3 separate regions of the Mus musculus genome follow, and all the other regions are linked to region 1. Evidence: chromatin contacts called from public Hi-C and HiChIP or PLAC-seq data. All regions are on one chromosome and are shown on one strand. The core of a region is the stretch at or near the end of the contact, and the rest is flanking DNA. Distances in the headings are between cores, read along the strand shown. Region 1 holds the start of Tigd4 (tigger transposable element derived 4). Region 2 overlaps Fbxw7 (F-box and WD-40 domain protein 7). Region 3 overlaps Trim2 (tripartite motif-containing 2).

The links. Hi-C and Micro-C count contacts between places; a contact is called where the count stands out from the background. HiChIP or PLAC-seq counts read pairs in DNA pulled down with a chosen protein or histone mark.
Region 2: a contact with region 1 is called in an H3K27ac HiChIP or PLAC-seq map of microglia, with 7 times the contacts expected there. The contact joins the enhancer-like site here to the promoter of Tigd4 in region 1. A contact is called at or near these places in 12 of 39 promoter capture datasets (the 3T3-L1 cell line, the C10 cell line, HPC-7-derived erythroid cells and 8 more), 3 of 484 Hi-C or Micro-C datasets (bone marrow-derived macrophages, cochlea and cortical neurons), 8 of 115 datasets of contacts at active chromatin or transcription factors (bone marrow-derived macrophages, embryonic stem cells, forebrain and 2 more) and 4 of 9 other capture datasets (adipose tissue, liver, macrophages and 1 more).
Region 3: a Hi-C map of CD4 T cells shows a contact between it and region 1, with 5 times the contacts expected there. The contact joins the enhancer-like site here to the promoter of Tigd4 in region 1. A contact is called at or near these places in 1 of 39 promoter capture datasets (liver), 1 of 484 Hi-C or Micro-C datasets (CD4 T cells) and 1 of 115 datasets of contacts at active chromatin or transcription factors (embryonic stem cells).

What each region holds. Positions count from the first base shown.
Region 1 is chr3:84,591,972-84,595,136 of GRCm38.p6, forward strand. It overlaps Tigd4 (tigger transposable element derived 4), which reads left to right and starts at 1,603. Exons shown (of 1, transcript NM_207278.2): 1 at 1,603-3,165. The coding sequence starts at 1,807.
Region 2 is chr3:84,865,288-84,868,389 of GRCm38.p6, forward strand. The region is part of intron 3 of Fbxw7 (F-box and WD-40 domain protein 7); the gene reads left to right. All of the region lies in intron 1 of Gm40080 (a long non-coding RNA gene), which reads right to left. Among named protein-coding and RNA genes, the nearest start is that of Gm40080, 12 kb to the right of the region's middle. Within about 2 kb of position 1,819, at least 22 of the 459 cell types and tissues checked have an H3K27ac peak or open chromatin away from gene starts, as enhancers often do. A contact at or near this core is called in bone marrow-derived macrophages, liver and microglia, where this site is marked.
Region 3 is chr3:84,189,606-84,192,520 of GRCm38.p6, forward strand. It overlaps Trim2 (tripartite motif-containing 2), which reads right to left. Exons shown (of 12, transcript NM_001271727.1): 5 at 2,476-2,656; 6 at 908-1,631. Among named protein-coding and RNA genes, the nearest start is that of Mnd1, 35 kb to the left of the region's middle. Within about 2 kb of position 1,291, at least 97 of the 459 cell types and tissues checked have an H3K27ac peak or open chromatin away from gene starts, as enhancers often do. A contact at or near this core is called in embryonic stem cells, where this site is marked.

The DNA of each region.
Region 1 (3,165 bases), core at 353-2,852:
AGGAAATCCAACATCCTCCTCTGACCCCCCCCTCACGCCACCGTTTCTAGTCTATTTTTAAGTGCCATTCCTGCCCCCAATCTGCAATTTAGAGCTGAAAAAATTGAAAAGAGAAGACCATGATAATGAAAGCATCAGCCCACATTCGCTGGACACTTTCTTCAACTATTAAGTTATCCTGCGCATGGTGGTTTCCTGTTGTTAGACCTAGCCAACACTTGAGAGGCTGAATCAAGAGGATGGCAAGTCTGAGGCCCAGCTGGTCTATGTGCAAAGATGTGTGTGTGAGACAGAGAGGAGGAGGGAGAGAGGGAGAGAGGGAGGGAGAAAGAGAGGGAGGGAGGGAGAGAGAGAGAGAGAGAGAGAGAGAGAGAGAGAGAGAGAGAGAGAGAGAGAGAGAAGCTATTCTGAGTGCCTCTTAGGAAATTCACTGAGCCTTACTAAGTACACAGCAGCAGTATGAAGTCAGTCCTGTGGTTTCTCCCCTTTTACAGGTAAAGCGGCCGAGGCTTTAATGGTTAAGACCCAGGACCACTTAAGTTCTAACAGTGGTCACTTCTCAAGATCCATACTATGGCAAGTCACTTTTCCACACATAGACAAACCAACATAGAGGGCCTGAAAGGGTAAGAAACATGATCACTCTACTCTCTTATTTTAGTCTAGATAATTTTCTACATTATATTCCTTAACAACGTGTTTATTATGAAGCATGTTCTCAACACTGACCTGTTTATATTCATAGACTATACTAAACTGATGTAAAAATTATTGGATTTTATTTAGCTTTGAGGGAGCATAGGGTTTAGACGTTTTAATGGAATATAGTCATCACCTGAATTGAGTATTTCAATGAAGTATTTCTAGCAGACTCCTATGAAGAAGACCGTCTCCCATGTGCTATTAAAAATTGAGCTCATGACTGCAGTCTGTAGTTATTTTTTTTCTTGTAGAGCCAGAGGGTACAGTCTGTGACCTCATGTAGAAAATAGCCACCAAGAATCTATCCAGGATCATTTTTAGTTCTTTAGTTTTGGCATGCACAAACAATTTTCAAAGCAGATTAAATTTGTCCAATGTACTTTAGAAGTATGTATTGCAAAGCACAAGCGGGGGATGCAAGCCACAGAGCAGAGCTTTTAATGGCGAGGCCATTCGGGAAGCAAGCATCCGTCTGGAAGCTTTGGTTACTACATTTCCAGAAACTTCTTCCCTTCCTTTTCATTGTCGCTCTGAGCATGGCAGTATCCAGTTTCCACATTGCTAAACTTCTGCCTTTTCCCCTGGCATTTTCAAGAAGTAGAAGGAGTGTGCCATTTTTTTTTTCATTCTGTACCCTTGAAGAAACTAGAACTTAAGCTGGGATATCTTTCCATGAACATTTTTTAATGTTTCTTATCTCTGAACCTGCTGTGGAGAATTTAGTACAAGACATGCATGGATAAAATGAATCGTCTTAAAGGATTGCAGCTCCAAAAATACCCCAGCAGGACTGGGCAGGTTTGACATAATGACATTCCTATTTTAGCCTGACTTCTGGAACTCTGAAGAACTATAAATTGAGCCACACAAGATCCTAAGAAGGTGGTGCCTCTTCTAACCGCATATAGAATTTTTCTTCAGACTTTTGGAAAAGATGTATCTAGTGGTTGTTTTCCTAGAGAATGAGACTGTTGGTACTTACCAACTTTAATACAGGAAATGATAGGTAGAAAGCCCTGCTCTGTATCCTACTGAAAACCAAATTTGATTACGGAAACTTACACCAGGAGCTCAGAGCCAAGGTCTGCACAAGCCGCATCTGAGATGGCAGAAGCCTCTGTGGATATCGGGACTCAGCCCGTAACCGTGAAGAAAAAGAAGAGCCTGTCCATCGAGGAGAAGATTGACATCATAAATGCAGTGGAAAGTGGCAAGAAAAAGGCAGAGATTGCAGCTGAATATGGCATAAAGAAAAATTCATTGTCTTCCATTATGAAAAACAAAGACAAAGTTCTAGAAGCCTTTGAGTCTTTGAGATTTGATCCGAAGAGAAAAAGACTGAGAACAGCGTTTTATACGGATCTAGAAGAAGCATTGATGAGGTGGTATCGGATTGCTCAGTGTCTAAACGTTCCAGTTAATGGCCCGATGTTGCGTCTAAAAGCTAATGATTTTGCCCAGAAGCTGGGACACAATGATTTTAAGTGCAGCAATGGTTGGCTGGATCGTTTTAAGTCCAGGTATGGCTTAGTATTCAGAGCACAACCCGTAGAAGCCACGGGTATATCTATAGACCCTTCCACTGTGTGGTACCAAAATGTGCTACCTTATTACTTAAATGATTATCATCCTAAAAATGTTTTCAATGTAAAAGAGACTGGGTTGCTTTATCGAATGTTACCTACAAATACTTTTGCATTCAAAGGGGAAACATGCTCAGTTGGAAAGTTGTGCAAAGACAGGATAACGCTGGCACTCGGAACAAATATGGATGGCTCTGAGAAGCTCCCTTTGCTGATCATCGGGAAAAACCGAGCCCCGCGTTGTTTCAAGGGCATAAAATCATTGCCTGTGTACTATGAAGCTAACAGAACGGCGTGGATGACCGCAGCCATATTCGAGCAGTGGATGCAGAAGCTGGATGAGAAATTCCAAGCCCAGAAACGAAGAGTGGTGATTTTTGTTGACTCTTGCCCCGCACATCCGGAAGTGAAAAACCTAAAGTCCATTGAGTTGGCATTCTTCCCGTCATGCTTGTCTTCCGGGTTTGCAGCTATGAATCAAGGTGTTATTAAAAGCCTTAAAATCAAATATCGGCATTGTCTTATCAAGAAATTTTTAAGTTCAGTCGAAAGTAGCAAAGAGTTTACATTTTCTCTTCTAGATGCAGTTGATACATTGCATCTCTGCTGGAGAGCTGTAACTCCAGAGACTATTGTTAAAAGCTATGAAGAAGCAGGATTCAGGTCTCCAAAGGGAGAAAATGACACAGCCAATGCAGATGCTGCTGTTGCTCTTGACCTGACTGCCCATGCAGTGGGGGCAGGAGTGGAGTTTCTTGAAGGCTTGTCCATAGAGGAATACGCTGCCCTGGATGAGGACCTGGAGACTTGTGAAGCCACCCAGAAAGATGATGCCGAGTGGGCCGGAGAAAGTAAGCAAGACGAAACTGGTCTTTATACT
Region 2 (3,102 bases), core at 569-3,068, 270 kb after region 1:
GGATCCTCTGTACTGATTTCCATAGTACTTATACCAGCTTATATGTATACTAACAGTGTTGAAAGCATTCCTTTTTACTAGTGAAAAAAATTCAAAAGGATTAAGTGTTTTATAAAATGGGATAAGTGCTGAGATATCCAATAATCAAGTACCGTGGTATAGTTTATGGTTGTTTTTAATATAACCACACAAAAATGTTTTGTTTTGTTTTTCATTCGCTAAAGGAGTGTCTCTAGATATATGAAGTGGGAAAAACATCTGTATTTGAAACAGTCAGTTTTCAACCAAAAGATATTTCTATAGCAATTATAGCACATGCTTACATGAGCAGCAGTTACAGTATTCTGTTTAGCATACACCTGCAATTTGTAGCATATTCAGGAACAACTAATAGAGCAAAGATGCCTGTGAAGATTTCCACTCTGTGTGCCTTGTGGTGGCTCATCTCTGGAGTATATCACACAGAAGGGGCTAGTTTGGCCCTCTCCTAAACATGAACCAGCTGTCATCATTGTAGGCTTTTGGAGCATATCTCATCCTAAATGTATTTGTGACAGTTTTATTGTCTTACAGTTTACACACCAGAAAACGTCACACTTGTGTACTTTCCAGGATTCTGAGTCTGTCAGCTATGCACTCCTCACAGCCACTCAGGCGTAGGGGGCTTTCCTTACTGTCTAACCTCATCTCCCTCTCTTGGCAACAAGTAATGGGCTTTCTGCTCGAGAGTTTGCCTGTTTTGGTTATTTATAAAAATGCACCACTTAGTATTTGTTCTTTTGTGCTTCATTCACTTAGCACAGTATTTTTAGCATCATATGATATGTGTCATATCAGTACTTAATTCATTTTTATGACTTGGTATTCCTTTGTATCCCACATGTTACTTATCCTTTCATCAGTTGATAGAGCTGCTTTTTTGGTTGTTAGTAATGTGTATTGTGAACTAGTGTGGATATATATTTTCACTTCTTTTGAGCATGTGTGAATGGGGAGGGGTTGAGAATTAATCCTTTGTGTTTCTTTTCAAGTAGTGGTCAAAATAGCAATACACTGGGGTCCTAGTCTCCACATCCGCATGGGCAGCCATGTGTGTATTTTAGTCTTCCTGGTTGGTGTGAAAGGACACTTCATTGTGGGTGCTTACTGGCCGTTTGTTGTCTCTGAAGAAAGAGCCATTCAAGTATTTTGCTCATTTTCCAGAGCAAATACTTTTAATTTTGAATTGTGATCATTTTTTTTACGTGTTATGAGTAGTAGATGTTTATTCAGTATGAGAGTTCCAAGTATTTTCTTCTTTTCTATGGATTATCCTTTTAGTTTGAAAAAAAAAGTCATTGGAAGAAATGACCCATTTTATCAGATGGGTTTCTCTGTAGCCCTGGCTGTCCTGGAACTCACTCTGTAGACCAGGCTGGCCTCGACCTCAGAGATCTAACTGCTCTGCCTCCTGAATGCTGGGTTTAAAGGTCGTGACACCATTGCCTGGCAGAATGAAGTGAAAGGTTTTAATCTTGATAGAGCTCAGCTTTCATTTTGCTTTGCGTGTGGCACAAAGTTACACGTTCATTTTAAAATAAGTCATTATTGATAGTTTAGGTCTGTAATAGGCTTCACCCTAAGTCCATAAAGAACACTGGCATTTCTTGTATCTGACGGCCAGAGCACAAAGGGAAGGATTTCTACTGTATTTGTCTTTCAGTTCCCCATGCATTTGTTTCTTATGTTTGACTCTGTGATTACTCAATACCCGACCCTACCTGCCCTTGGGGGTTGGAGGTTAGGTAGTAAAGAGTCAACAACACAGGCTCCAGGAGCAGGTGAGAAACACCGCAGCAAGCTCTTCTGAAAACTGCTGCAAGCTCCTTTAATACCCTCTACACACACATGCCCATTGGTCCCAAGAACAGCAGTTCCTGACTGGCTGGCACTGTCTGCATCAATCCTTGCTCTCTCAGGCAGTCCGCACTTAGGTCCTCCTGCAGGATATGCTTTTGCGGCTCCTTGCCCCCTCCCGGCATTTACATAAAGGTGACCCCGCTGGTCCTGCTACAGTTCCTATATGAGATTGGTTTATTTATATTAGTCTGTGTTGTATATGATAGCTCCCCCTCCACCTGAGATGAGACAGGGTCTTGTGCATCTCTGGCAGATCCTGGAGATCTCTGCTTCCTAAGTACTGGGGTTTTTGAAGTTTTCTTTGCATGCCTTTGGTTTCTGTTCTGGAAAGAAAATAGATTCATAGGAGACTTATCTTTGTTACTTTTTGGCTGAGAATGTTCTTCTGATTTGGCATGTGGCCAGAAGCTTTCTGAGAGCCTCACAGAACACAAAGCTGATAGAAGAAGTGCTGGGAAGAAGCTCTGAGGCAAGATGGCATCAGAGGATGTGAGCCATGTATCTGAGTACAGTCTCTGCCCAGTTCTTTCACTGACTACCATAAACTACTCAGGTGCCAGGGTATCAGGCTGATAAATAGGAAGGCGTGGCTCAAAGGTGAAGGAGCTGAGCACAGGCAGTAGCTACATGCTGCAAAGGACAGTTTGGTGTTCCCATTCACAACACTAAAACCACAAGTTCCTCTGAAAGATTATAGCAAAGTCCAGATAGACTCTTACATTGTTTACATAAGGAATTCTGTTTTCAAAGGGCTCAAGAAGAATACTTAGGAGTGAATAGATAAAGCATAGAGGCACTTTAAAGATGCAGGAGAGAGTTTTAGGGCTGTCTGGAAGGAGAGTTAATTAAGTAACAAAACAAGTGTTTAGCAGTGAGGAGAGTCAATTAGCTTAGAGTAATAAAAGCCATCAACTGGAAGGATGGGAGGATGAAGAGTCCAAGTCAGAGGCCTGCGAGAGGATTGCTAGCCTGTGATGGCACAGGACCATAAATAATGGCTGCAGACTCAATTCAGGGGGAAGTGTCAGCCTACAAAAGCAGGAAGTTCAGGCAGAATCAACATAAAAGAGTCCACATTTAGCTAAGTAAGTGGTCTAGCTGCTTAGTTGCAGAGAAAATCTTGTAAGCACTAATAGAGAAAGAAGTTATCATGTTGGCTAGTTGAGGAACTAGACATTCAGTGAGCTGAAAGAAAACCTAAAA
Region 3 (2,915 bases), core at 41-2,540, 400 kb before region 1:
TGCAGTAGCACTCTCAGGCCCAGTGATGTAGACACAGGAGGGAGTAGGGGAGGCAGGCTGCGGGTAAAGACAGAACGAGGAGAACGAGGCAGGCTGCAGGTCCTTTCTGAAACAAAATGCAAGCTTTGCTTTTCCTTAAGAATGTCTGAATGCCCTTTTTTTTTTTTTTTTTTTTTTTTTTTTTTTTTTTTTTTTTGGTTTACTTTTAGGTCGCTTCCTCTTGGGAAGCCAAGCAGTGAAAACAAACATAGGTAAAAAGCGCCAGGTAATAAATCAGAGGGAGGGGCAACCACATTCCGGTCTCTGAGCCCAGGCTACACCTCTGGGCTTCATCCCCAGCCCCGCCCAAACCCATTTCCTTCTCCACCCAGAGGTCTTAGGCACTGTTTTCCAGCTCTGCACAGCTGGCTGACCACACAGCTTGCCCTGTGGACTGACCCCCACAGATCTCCCACTCCTTGCAGGAGTGGAGGCAGAGAGGTATCTGAATTCCGTTTGTGGGACTGCCACCGCCCAAGCCCCACAGATTTCACAGAAATACAAGAATTTGCCAGACGCAAGGCTCTTTGCATTTGGGTTAGACAGGAGTCCTCCAAAGACACACCCACCAAAGTGAGAATCTTTTTTAAAAAATTGTCGTTGTACTGTTGGTTTTTCTCCCGCCCCTGCCCCCCCCCCTTCTTGTTTCAGCTTCTCACTGGCTGCATTTATCAGGAAAAGGGGGGAGGGGAGGAGGAAAGAAAGGAGGAAACGGAAGAAGAAACATTTGGGAAGAGCCTACAGAAACTAGCCCAACAAAATAACCAGAAGCTCCCCACCTGCTCGTAAATGCAGGATTCCGATTGGCAGGAGCGCTTGCCAGGTAGCCCCTTAGCCACCGAGTCAGGGGACAGCGCCCACTCCTTACCGACTCGGAAGATCAGGTCGTCCTCGATGGGGTTCTCTTTTCGCTTGCCGGTGCTGTACATGCTGGCAGGTCTCTTCACAGCCTTCTGCTTGACGTGCCCGCTCCCCGGGGACTTGACTCGTCGCTTCACGCCCTCGGTGGTGGGGGACACGTCGGCAGAGCGGATGACCTTGAGCTTAAACGGGCTGCCTCGGATATGCTGGTCGTAGAGCCTGAGGGACAGGGTGAAGTCCCCCTCCTTCTGCACAGTATACAAGAACTCGTAGGTGCCGTTCTTGTTGTCCAGGATCTCTCCGTCGGCCACGCTGCCGTCCGGGGTGCTGAGCTCAGCGGTGAGGTATGCGTTGCCTGTCTTGCACAGCTCTCCGTCTTTGTCCTTGGTGGTTATAGTAACGGACATGGGCTGCCCGATGATGGTCTGCCGCAGCCCCTCCCCCGTGGCCACCGTCTCAGAGGCGACCGCGTTAGTGGTGAGGATGGTCCCCAGGTTGTGGATAGACTTCTTCAGTCCCTCCGTTTCCACGATAAAATCCAGCTGGTCGTTCTCGCGCGGGTGCAGTGGGAAGTCCTGGTCCGCCAGTTCGTTCAGCTTCTCGCTCATCTGCTTCTTCACCAGCAGCACCTCCGTCTCCGTGCCATGGTTGAGGGCCTGAGCCGTGAAGTTGCTGCAGCTCTTAATGCTTTCCTGGCCTTGGAGCAGGGTATCCAGCTGCGACTGCAGCACCTGCCGGGGACACAGAGGCAACGAGCGCTTCCTACAGGACACCGTGCAGCCTGCAGGACACTTGGCTAGGAGCTGGGGCAGAGCCCTCCTCCCAAAAGAACCAACCTCTACGCCCGCCCACTCAGGTGGCTCGGAACCATCTGCATTCCATTTAACCCAGTGAACCCATGCAGAACGCTAAGTTGCATTTCCAGTATCATCTGGAGATTTCCCTTCCGCCTCACCCTGCCTCTCACCCACACGTGCATTTCTTAGGTCATCTGTTTACCTGGGGCTAAGAGAAGAAAGGACGCTACCAACAGCAAACAAATTGTCTGCTTGATGCGAATTAGTCATTACCCAGTGGCCTTTCCCTAGCGTTTAGAGCTGCCAGTCACGACCTCAGGGAACAAAACCCAACCATTTGAGAAGTCTCTACACCTGAATACCCGAAGCTCTCCACCCTGGCTTGGTGAACAGACTTGCAGAGCCAAACAAAGGCGGCAGTCAGGTTCGCTTTGAAGTTGAGGAACAGGTTGGTGTGGGTGAGAGAGAGAGCAGTGAAGAGGCTCCTCCACCCTATAATTAAGGAAGGAAAACATTCCAGGCGACCTTAAGCCCTGAAAGCATTTCTATATGCAACCTCTCCTTAGGGAGAACTATAAGTTGCGACAGAAAGTTCACGGAATCCGAGTTTGGTTGAATATCTACTAAATGTAAAGGGCACTGTTGGTCCCCAGGAAGTACAGTGGTGTAGGTCCATTCCTGCTACCGCCACTGTTAGAACGCAGTAAGCAGGCGCTGGGAGTGCAGTCACCCCCACTCCCCCCCCCCCCAAGAAGCCTGCAGGACTGCAGAGCCTTACTTTGTGTTTGAGACCATAGTTGACCTCCAACTCCATGAGCAGCACGCTCTTGCGAACATTTAAAGTCTTCTGCAGCTCATCAAAGGTGGAGTGGATGTCATCCACAATGCTGGCCTTTTGGTTGGTTAACTGATGGATGATTTCTGAGATGAACTGAAGAGCAGAATCTATTTCTGGGAGTCTGAGAGACAGGAGAGTTGTTAGTGGTCATTATTTAACTTCTACCTAGGAATACTCCAAAGCCTGCCTATACCTTCAGTCTCTAAATGCAAGCGCTTTTTACTATGCTGCTTGCATCACCTTTAAAAGGAAACATGAAGGAACAAGTGAGTCCTTCAGGGTCACCTCTATTTAAATCTCCCTTCAACCATCTGGGTTAACTATTGATGGTGCAAAGGTCTTGGCGGAACGGTTATGGCCAGATAGTCCTTGTAGCAGAG